Linked DNA regions of Sus scrofa: region 1 is linked to region 2. The links are chromatin contacts, called in public HiChIP or PLAC-seq maps. All regions are on one chromosome and are shown on one strand. The core of a region is the stretch at or near the end of the contact, and the rest is flanking DNA. Distances in the headings are between cores, read along the strand shown.

What was found. HiChIP or PLAC-seq counts read pairs in DNA pulled down with a chosen protein or histone mark.
Region 1: a contact with region 2 is called in an H3K27ac HiChIP or PLAC-seq map of skeletal muscle. The contact joins the promoter of THEM5 here to the promoter of S100A10 in region 2. A contact is called at or near these places in 2 of 5 promoter capture datasets (liver and skeletal muscle), 32 of 47 Hi-C or Micro-C datasets (adipocytes, adipose tissue, alveolar macrophages and 16 more) and 2 of 2 datasets of contacts at active chromatin or transcription factors (alveolar macrophages and skeletal muscle).

What each region holds. Positions count from the first base shown.
Region 1 is chr4:97,317,377-97,323,010 of Sscrofa11.1, forward strand. It overlaps THEM5 (acyl-coenzyme A thioesterase THEM5), which reads left to right and starts at 2,203. Exons shown (of 8, transcript XM_021089841.1): 1 at 2,203-2,316. LOC110260323 (a long non-coding RNA gene) reads right to left here and starts at 2,046. Exons shown (of 4, transcript XR_002343437.1): 1 at 1,807-2,046; 2 at 347-487.
Region 2 is chr4:97,266,667-97,272,170 of Sscrofa11.1, forward strand. It overlaps S100A10 (S100 calcium binding protein A10), which reads left to right and starts at 2,414. Exons shown (of 2, transcript NM_001291924.1): 1 at 2,414-2,566; 2 at 5,428-5,504. The coding sequence starts at 2,435.

The DNA of each region.
Region 1 (5,634 bases), core at 953-3,452, 50 kb after region 2:
ACAAAAGCAAAGTTGAAAAAAACGGGAGTTCCCGTTGTGGCTTAGTGGTAAGGAACCTGACTAGTATCCATGAGGACACAGGTTCAATCCCTGGCCTAGCTCAGTGGGTTAAGGATCCGACATTGCCACGTGCTGTGGTGTAGGTCGCAGATGTGGCTTGGATCTCCCATTGCTGTGGCTGTGGCTCCGATTCGATCCCAAGCCTGGGAATATGCTGCAGGTGTGGCCCTACAAAGCAAAAAATAATTAGACAGTTACAGTTTTTAGTATCACTGCCATGAGCAACACCCATTAACAACGGCTGAGAAATAAAAATAAAATCTGGGTAATAAAAAGAAAGTCTAACCTTTTCCTTTGCGCTTAGTCTAATTTCACTTGCTCATCGGGTGTTGCACGCAAAGGTCTTGCACCTGACCCGTCAGACCAAAATTCCTAGTGGGAAATGGCTGCGCCCACACTTCAATTCAGGAGACGGTGTGCAGAAGCACTGTGGAGAAAGAACACTGCAAGTCAAGAAGGCAGAAGCAACAGGCAGTGTGCAGAGCCCTGCTGCTGGCAGCGCTTTCCTCAGCCTTGAACAGCACAGCTGCGCAGGGCAGTGAGGACCCCACCCCTCCCTGCTGACAAGAACCCTATAAAGCAACCCCACCTTTCACAGAGGATGTGCTTTAGAGCACAAACTCACACCTCTCCAATCTTTGATCAAAGGATCAAGCCTTCCTTTGCTTCTGAACCAAACTCAATTACCTGCTGGCTCCAAGGAGACAGAGCCAAAAGACCCTTGTTGGGGACTGACATGGGAGGGTCAATGTCAATACCTTCATTTTAAAAATATAACCTATTTGGGAGTTCCCGTTGTGGCTCAGCAGCTTACGAACCCAACTAGTTTCCATGAGGATTCTAGTTAGACCTCTGGCCTCGCTCACTGGATTAAGGATTTCAGCGTTGCCATGAACTATGGTGTAGGTCGCAGCCACAGTTCAGCTCCCATGTTGCTGTGGCTGCGGTGTAGGCCGACAGCTGCAACTCTGATTCAACTCCTAATCTGAGAACGTCCATATGTGCAGGTGTGGCCCAAAAAAGGAAATAAATAAATAAATAAAATATAACCTATTTAACTGTAAGTTCACATAATTCAAATTTTAATAATGGTGGGCTTAAGAATTGGCTAGCCAGGGGATTCTCTTGTGACCCAGTAGGTTAAAGATCCAGGGTTGTTCTTGCAAGCAGCTCGGGTCACTGTTGTGGGCAGTTGGATCCCTGGACCGGGGAACAGCAGGCAGGCACAGCCAAAAAAGAAAAAAAGACTTGGCTAGCCAAATTCTTACAGTTTTAACATTCTGCTCACTGGTCAACTTCTGCACATCGCTGGCCTGGGGGCACCTTCTTTGTGTGAGGAATACAAGGTAACCTCAGGTAACTTAACTTCGGGACTACTACTGAAAGAGAAGTTCTTGGCAACAAGTAAAATTTGATATATTCGTTGTCCCAGCAATGAAGAAACAGGGGCAGGTACAGTTGAAGAAGGTAGAAGGTGTTACGTGGTGGGGTGGGAATTTGAGCTCAGATACGTCTCCAAAGCTAAGAGATGAATGCATCCTTCAGGTGTTGCTATGATTTCCACTTGTGTTTGAAACAGCCAGACTTAAGAGCCCTGGGGCGGGGGCGCAGGGCAGAGAAAATAGCTTTTTAAGCGTATAAATGTCCTTTAAGCCCAGAAGGCTCTCTACAAATCAGCCCCAACCTTATCCCACTGGCTTGTCCAAGGCCTCCAAGAAAATATTTACTGGGTGCGCTCCTACCCACCTGAAAGCCTTATGTCTTCTGCGGGCCTGAGAATAACTTGGAAACGGAGAGCACAGAATTCGGCCAGCGTAATAGGGCAATAAGGCCAACGAATCCTCCCTGGGAGCGCTGGGGGCCGCGGGCGGCAGGTACAGTCCAGCCCGCCTTGGCCTCCTTGCCCTCTGCGAGCCCCGGGGTCGCAGCTCCCACGCGCCTCTCTCCAGCCGCCTTCGCGGAGCTTTACAGTTGCCAGGAAAGTGGCTCCTGCGCCGGAGGAGGAAAAAAAGTCCGACGTCCAGCCTGCCTTCAAGCCCCTCCCTCTCACCGCCCTTTGCAGACACGCGCCCACTCCCACCCGCGCCGCCAGGGTCCGCCCTCCGTTCCGCTCCGCTGGGTTAAATGCCTACGCGCGGGCGGGCAGGGGAGGTGGCCTTTGCCGCGATTCAGAGCCGGACGCGCAGTCTGAGCCACGCTGAGGGGCTGCGCCGCGCGCCTGCGTCCGCTCCCGGCCTTGCGCGGCCCCCTGCGCGGGTGAGTCTCCGGCGCCTGGCGGCCAAAGTGGGCAGAAAAGTGGGACTTTCTGTGATAACGGATCTATTTAGACGTTTTCTCAGCCAACTGACCTCTGAATAAAAGCTAACGTCAGCTCCAAAAGGCGTCAATGTGGTCGGGGGTCGCCGGACCTTTCAGCCTTGAGATTCAAACCTTAAGAAACTGGACAGGAGGGTGCTGTTTTAAAGAAGTGTGCAGGATGCTTGAATCAGGTCAACAGGTCAAGGAATAAACTACTAATTCTTTACTAAACTACTAATATTAGTAAAGAAAGGTTGTGACTTAAGCAGGGTCACACAGAAAACACTTGGTGTGTTTGGATCTGAATATGGCTCATAACTATTGCATTATACGCTCAGGAGAAGAGCACGTCTCTTCAAGGATTTAATCCTCGTTCTCTGCTTGTCAAATAATCCTGCCTTCTCCTACCTTTAAAGGTTGGTAAAGTTGGTAAGGTAAAATTTCCTTAGCTTTAAAGGTTTTAACAAGATTAAATGAGATAATGCAAGTGTTTACCAGCAGTTTCTGGTTTTAGTATTACATAAATGTTGCCTGGGGAGTTCTCATGGCTCAGCAGTTAACAAACCCGACTAGTATCCATGAGGACGTGGGTTGGATCCCTGGCCTTGCTCAGTGGGTTAAGGATCTGGCATTGCTGTAAGCTGTGGTGTAGGTCGCAGACGCGGCTCGGATCCCGAGGTGATGTGGCTGTGGTGTAGGCCAGCAGCTACAGCTCCAATTGGACCCCTAGCCTGGGGACCTCCATATGCCGCCTGTATGGCTCCCCCCCCCACAAAAAAAAGACAAAAATAAATGTTGTCTGTTCCAATATCCCTACGTTTTGATCATTGATGTATTCATGAATACATAAATATTAATATTAATTAATCTCTAACAGTATGTTAGGTGTTGGTTACTAATAGTATAAAGATGAATAAGAAACAACCTTTTCCCTCACCGAGCTCACAATTTAGTTTGGGAGAAAGGAATGACAGTATAAATTTTTACAATATATGTATTATGGTAAGTACTGAGAGAACATACAGGTGGAACAGATGTCTTGAGAACTAAAAGCAGTTGTAGGACTTGACTTGTGGCCAAGTGGGCTAAGGTTCTAGCATTGTCATTACTATTGTAGGACTTGACTTGTGGCCAAGTGGGCTAAGGATCTAGCATTGTCATTACTATGGCTTGGGTCACTGCTGTGATTCAGGTCACCGTGGTAGAGACAGGTTGTACCCTGCTCTGATTGCTGCATGCCACAGGTACAGACAAAAAAAACAAAAAAAACATAAGAGTGCAGATTGGTTTTAACCCTATACTGTCTTGCACTTCTGATTTTTTTTTCTTTTTTCTTTTTCTTTTGCTGTGCCCATGGCATGCAGAAGTTACCGGGCCAGGGATTGAACATGCACCACAGCAGCAACCTGAGCCACAGTAGTGACAATGCTTGGACCTTAACCCACTAGGCCACCAGGGAACTCTCCATCGTGCACTTTGGAAAAGAAATTGTCCTGAGTTAATCTCCCAACAAAGATAAACTAGTTTCTTATGTTAATATTTGGTAATCTGTGTTGAGAATATTTAATAGTACTTTCGTACTTTATAAATCACGCTTTTGATTCAGTAACTTAATCTTAAAAGCAGACACATTTAAAAAGTTGTAATTTAGCAAGTCCCACTTGAAAAATATATAATCAACGATCAAGCAAGACCTTTCTTCTATTCAGGGCAACAGAAAGTAATGATTATCCCTAACCTTTATCCCTCATACCCAAAGTCTGTACTGTGAGTTTACAGGCACCTTTATTTCAAGTATCTCTTTATTTTTATCTCCTAGACTAAAACTGTCATTATCTTCATTTCTCACGACGTGGGTCCTAAACATGCCGCAAACCAACATTAATAGTTCCACTTCAACTTTCTGTGTCCAGGTAGGCACACAAACACTAACAAAAACCTCTTTTCCTTCAGGAATCACCCAAGACTCTCCTACTTTCTCTTCCCCCATGATCAGTCACTCTCCACATCCCTTGGTCCCAATGTCCGAAATAGCTTAAGTCTTTATTTTTATTCCTCTCTACCTAGTTCAGCTTCTGACCACATCTCTCCTGGATCTTTGCAACAGTCGTTTAACTGATTTTCTTACCATTCTCACCTTATACTTTATCCTTTACATTGGAGGGAACTTTCTTTTTTTGTTTGTTTTGTTTTGTTTTTGGCTGTGCTGACTGCATGTGGAAGTTCCTGGGACAGGGATTGAATCCAAGCCACAGCAGTGACTCAAGCTGCTGCAGTGACCAGACTGGATCCTTAACCTGCTGCTCCATAAGAGAGCTCCCAGAGGAAGCATTCTAAAACTTAAGTTCAAGTTACCATTTTGCTTGAAACTCCTTAAGGTTCCCCATAATAGAAAAAAAGTATTTTGTCATTCTTTGTCATTCATGACTCTTTTTTTTTTCTTTTTAGAACTACATCTGCAGTATATGGAGGTTCCTAGGCTAGGGGTCGAATTGGAGCTGTAGCTGCCGGCCTATGCTACAGCCATGCCAGATCCAAGCATCTGCAACCTACACCACAGCTCACAGCAATGCCAGATCCCACTGAGCAGGGCCAGGGATTGAACCTGCATCCTCACAGATACTAGTCAGGTTCCATTACCACTGAGCCACAGTGGGAACTCCAAGTCATTCAGGATTCTTTAAAGACTCATTTTATTGCAGTAGCTTCATCATAAGCAATACCATTTATGAAATCACGATAGTGATGTGCTGTCTATAGGTCCTTTTAGAATATGCATTTTTAAAAATACATATATCATTGTCCTTGTGCCACCTGCAGTTATTTTTCCTATTGGCCCAAATTTGGATGCATTGACTTGACAGATGAAATCTAAGCCTGCATTAAAGCCAAAGAGCCTCTGTGGTGTCATCCCTCTTCTACTTTGCCATCCCCCTCTTGTTACTGTCCTTTGTACCATACATTCATGAAGACTGAAATCCTAGGATTTGGCTTTAATGCAGGTCATACAGTTCTTTCATCTCTCTATGCCTTTGCTTGGAGCAGCCCTCCCGTTCTTTCCTTAGTGAACTTTTTATCCTTTAGAGGTCACCATATCAGTCTTCATCTTTTTGATATTTTCCCTGAAAATCCATCCTTCTGTGTCTGTATCTACTTGTAGCATTTTTTGCATTCGAGTCTGCAAGCATTTGAGGACAGGGCCCAAGTCTTCTCTCTTTATCTTACTTCCTGGCATAGAACTAGAGTATATGGTAGGGCTCAAGAAAGTTCGTTGCA
Region 2 (5,504 bases), core at 1,164-3,663:
CCTTTTCACGACCGTGGATCTTCTGATCAGCCCCTGTTCTGCCTTCTTATTGCAGACAGTCTTCCAGACAAACAGGGAGTCTTCTGGCTGCTGTGTGCACAGCCCATGTGCTGAGTATACAGCAAAGGGGATCCGGTGGGGCAGAAAAGCTCCAGCACTGGATAATGAGCACAGACTAGGAAGGGGTGGGTTTGGAGTGACCTGAGACCTGAGTGCTCCTCAGAGAAAACTGGTCTCAGTCTCTTGAAGAACATATTCAAGGGTGGCCAAGACTTCCTCAGCTTACAACCTTTATTTCTTAGAAGTTCCTAAATTAGCCTGTTTTCTATTTTAGGGGTCCTTAGCCTGCTGCCTTCCCTTTCTTACTTCTCTGGCTTTGCTGTGCATTTTCCTTCTGTTCTGCCCTGTGAAGAAAGTAAACTCGATATCCCACAGCCAGTTGGAGTTTCTGGGACCCTCAGGCATTGGTTGTGAAGGACTCTGCCACTTGAGCTAGAGGTATTTTTAAACCTCTGTGGTGGCTGACTGCTTTCCTAGTTATTCAGAACTGGGGTGGGACGCCACACAGCCTTCTCCCATAGGTGATTTATTCAGCTCAGATCTCTTAAGTTGCTGTACTTCCAGAGCCAATCTCGGCCACTGCCATCTGAAGCCCACTGCCATCTGAAGCCAGATCCTGACTGTGTCAGAAGAAAGGAGAAAAGGTGTGGTTCCCCTGGAATTCATCCCACAGTGGACCTTGAATTTTTTGCTCTCTCCAAGAGACCTGCCTGCCAGATGAATCATGCCAGATTCTGGTTTATAACATTCTCTAGAGTAGCACATTCTTTGGCATGCTGATTCCTGTACTTTTCTGGGGATTAAGGGGTAGAACTTTTGACATGTACTTGCTCAATCCTTGTGTTCACCAACTCCACCCTCTTCCCCCATAAAAGATAGTATTCAGGGATATGTTACACACGCATATGTCAGCAGCAGAAACCAGGCTGAAACCACGTCTCTGGTTCCTGTATCAACCCTTCAGGGGAAGATGCCAGACTTTCCTTCAACCTCTGTTCAAAACCTATTCTTATCTTTTTTTTTTCCCACGGTATATATTACAGTCTCTATTCAAGTTCATCTGTTTCTTATCCTGGAGTGATTTTAGGTGCTGTTAACTAAAGCTACTCTGTTCTGGCCAAAGCCTGCCTTCCAATTAAGCAAAATTCAGTGGGCTCCTGTTGGGTACCAAGTGTATGTCTTGATTAGACACATGTCCTCAGATTATTATACCTGAATATAACAATCTGACATCTCCTTTATCTTTTTATTTAATTAATTTATTTATTTAGGCCGCATCCCTGGCATATGGAAGCCCCCAGGCCAGGGATCAAACCCAAACTGCAGTAGTGGCAATGCCAGATCCTTAACCCACTGCACCACAAAAGAACTCCTTTCTTTAACTATTCACAATGAAAAGCTCTTGCTCTCCCACTGCACCCCAGACGGTGAGAGTAGGTCTTTTGTCTAGTGCTGCCAAGGATATATCAGATCCCCAAAGGAATTAGGATGGATATACTATTACCTGTTCTTTTTCAAGAAAGTAGATAATGGGCTTTGGGTAGCTTTATTTGAGGAGGGCAACTGCAACTCACTACCAAAGATGCAGATGTTTGTTAGAATCTATAGCAAGTTCAGAACTTTTAGTAAAGAATACATACTCAGCATATGAAAGTCATTTGTAAGCAGATTTCTTAAGCATAGACTTAAACTAAACTAAGTTACTTAATTCAGCTTTTGGAGAATTGAAGTTTTCGTATTAACCAAGCTTGACTGTGCGAGTTGTTGGTATTCAGCTATATCTGAGTCCCATTTACCGGTGCCAAGAGAAATGATGAAACATCTCTCAGTAGGAGCTTTGTCAGTTAAAAAGAGGGGCACTGATCTTGCTTTTCCAAATGATTAGAATTTTTATTCTTCATTGGGTGATTTGTGCAGTTAACAGGCAACTAGATCAATCCCTCCTTCAGAGCAGCAGTACCTAAAGTGCCTATTTCCATCAGCAGGAGACCCCAAACCTGGGATGAATTGGTCCTGATGTATTCATTGAATTTTACAGTTAAAAAGGATGGACTGGATGAGCAAATTGCCCTCTTCCAATCATTCTCAAAAGACTGGTAAATCATGTGGTTTAAAAGTTAATGTAGGAGTTCCCGCTGTGGTGCAATGGGATAAGCTGCATCTTGGGAGCTCTGGGATGTAGGTTCGTTCCTGGGCTTGGCACAGTAGGTTAAGGATCTGGTGTTGCCACAGCTGTGGCTTAGGTGGCAGCTATAGCTCAGATCTGATCCCTGGCCTGGGAACTCCATATACCACAGGGCAGCCAAAAAAGGGGGAAAAAATGTAAATTCTGTCGCTTCACATCCTTTAATAGGTTTCAACAGACCTCACGAAAATGCCGTCTCAAATGGAACATGCCATGGAAACCATGATGTTCACATTTCACAAATTTGCTGGGGATAAAGGCTACCTAACAAAGGAGGACCTGAGAGTACTCATGGAAAAGGAGTTCCCGGGATTTTTGGAAGTAAGTATTGAAAGGCTCAGAGAGAACCAGACATAGAAATCAGTGCTTCTGGGCCCTGGTTCCTGTCCCTTCCTCTTTCCAGCCCTTCCCGGGGGAAGTCAGTGCTAGAAAGGTGTTTTCATTCATTTATTGATTAAATATACTGAGTGCCTACTGTTTGTAAGACAGTGGGGTTGGAAACAGAAAGTAAAGAAGACACTGCCTCTGCCCTCAAGGAGCTTTCAGTTTGGAGGTGAAATGAGACTACACACAAATCACCACAGTTTGAGGTGTTAGAGCGACTTTATCTGGAGTCATCTGCCTCCATAGAGACAGAGTTGCAGGAAAAAAGGCCTTGCACCAGGGAGTAATCAACCAGGGTGCCTGGCTGTCCTCAGGCTGTCCTTTGAGCAGCTTGAATCTCCTTTCTTAAATCCCTTCAGATAAAGGCTTTAAAATTCTTTTTTCGAGCTCTACTATAAGGGAATGGTGTGAAATTTACTAAATGAGAGCCAGGCATTGCTCAAGAAATAACTGCTTTTCCCACTGAAAAGGCTGTGTGAACATAGGAGAACAGTTTGGGTTTATGCCTCACCTCTGACAGCCTGAGAGGGATCAGTGAAGGAAGAGGATCTCCCATCAGCTCAGATACATCATTCAGGACATCAGGCCACAAAGCACAGTAGTTCTTTTATACTGCAGGCCCTGGAGAGATGGTTACTGCATTTCACTGAAAGTGAAACATTGCCTAACAAAATAGTAGATTGAAATGCAAGCCCTTCTCTCGCTGCCACAGTCAGAGGTGCTTGAAGCATCACTGTGCTTGGTGTGGAATATTGCATTACCTCTAAAGGGTGGAGGGAGGTGATGGTTAAAGGCAGGGTCCTTTCTCTTGTCATCTGCCTGGTAAATGGCATTAGTCAAGCCTCTGACTCCTGACTCAGTAAACATAGGGTTTTGTAGTACATAATGATTCGCATGTCATCAGTACCAGTCAAACAGATATAAATAGCTTAACTAGCTTCTCAGAGCTGCAGTTACCACAATGCTCTCCCAGAATGAGTTCGAGGATACTGTTGCTCTGCTTTTGTTGAGTTCTGTGATATAGCCCCAGACCAGGAATTAGATGATCTGGCTCTGCCCGAACTAATATCAGGCAGGTTGCTTCAGTTTTCTGGGCCTCAGTTCCCTCCTCTGTAAAATGAGAGGGCTGGACGTGATTACCTCCAAGATCACTTTCACGTTCTGTGACCCTTCCAGGCAGGCATTAAATTCAAGGACAAAATGTGCTTATTGTAAAGCTTCCCACCACACAAACAAAGGCACTCTGGGTCTATTCCTAAATACTCAGGAGTTAGAAGCCAGGATGACCATCACATGAGACAAAGACCCTTCCTCCTAAAGGCTCTGTGGCTTGATAAATTCAAGTGTTCAGCAATGAGTACTAAACATGGCAGTTTAATTTATTCAAGGATGGGGTCATAATTCCAGGCACATCCACACTCGCTGCATTGACAGAGCATTATGTCATCCAGATTTCACTCCTTCTGATCTCAGCCAGGAAACTGGGGTCGAGGCCAGAATTAACTGAAACCCACCAAAAGCAGAGGCAGCTGTATAGACAGGTTGGAGTTGATTTCTTAGGGCATGTGGGAAATGCTGCTGCTTCACCTTAAGGGATTTCTGAGTGCAGTTTATAAACATCCAGCACACTGGAGACACTGAGTGTCTATTCCCTCCCTCACATATACGAGTCCGTGGAATTCATAAATACTTTACCTGAGCCCTTTAACACCGGTAAAGGGCCATATCTCCTTCTGGTTGACGGCATGGACCCTGCAGGAGAAACCACCCTTTCCCACTTCTAAGCACCATCACTACAGAAAGGAGCGATCAAGTCAATCACAATGAAAGCAGGATAAAAGAAAAAACAAAGGGGATCTTGCCTGTCCATCCCAGTTCCATGCACTGGCATTAAGAGTCATGGGGAGTTTAGGATTCCATTACATATATTGCTTTTGAAGTACATTCAATGTAAAAACATCCAGCAAAGAGTACAGGATGGCATAGACGGGCCAACGCATTAAGAATAGAAGCAATCTTAGAGACACTCTGGTCCTACTTCAATTCTTAGCTGTTATACAAAGGCCCACCAAAGCTATGTGACTTACTTAAGGTCACCTGGCTAATGTGATGTGAAGCCACACTAGGTTGGCCTCAGATGTGCCAAGAAATGAGGACCATCTGCCTACCCTCTTTAAACCTAACACGCCCCATGGTATCACAAGTGCCTCTTTAAAACCCATAGAACAATGATCTAAAACTTAACTCTCTAAATAATCACATGAGGTCTTTTATAAGGAGTTTTCTTTGTCAAGGACTTGATCATGCTATTGGAAATAAAAGTTTGTTAAGAGACTTTAAACTACAAAATAGGGAGTTTGGAGTACTGCTTAGGCAGAATCTTATTATTTTGAAAACTGTATTAACAATTGGACTATAAGGAAAGCAAATCAGAAGACTATGCTGGATTCTAAGAGGACTGAGAATTCAAAGTTGGGGGGGGTCTCCCTTCTCTGGCATTGAACCTCCTCTTTCTAGAAATATGCTGTTTCTAAAGTCCCTGAGTTATTTAAAAGAAAGCCATGAAACCCTCTCTCCTAGCCTGAAATAAATATGAATTTACAGAAATGCTCCCTCAAAGGGAAAACATACATTTAGATGACCTCCAAAAATCACTTATGACCTAAAGCAAGATTTCAAATCATTAGATTTTATATATAGTTGTCAGCCATACACATCACAAGAAGCTCATTGTTGCAACCACTGATTGATACTACTTGCCTCTGTTCTTTTTTTTTTTTTTTTTTTTTTTTTTTCAGAATCAAAAAGACCCTCTGGCTGTGGACAAAATAATGAAGGACCTGGACCAGTGCCGAGATGGGAAAGTGGGCTTCCA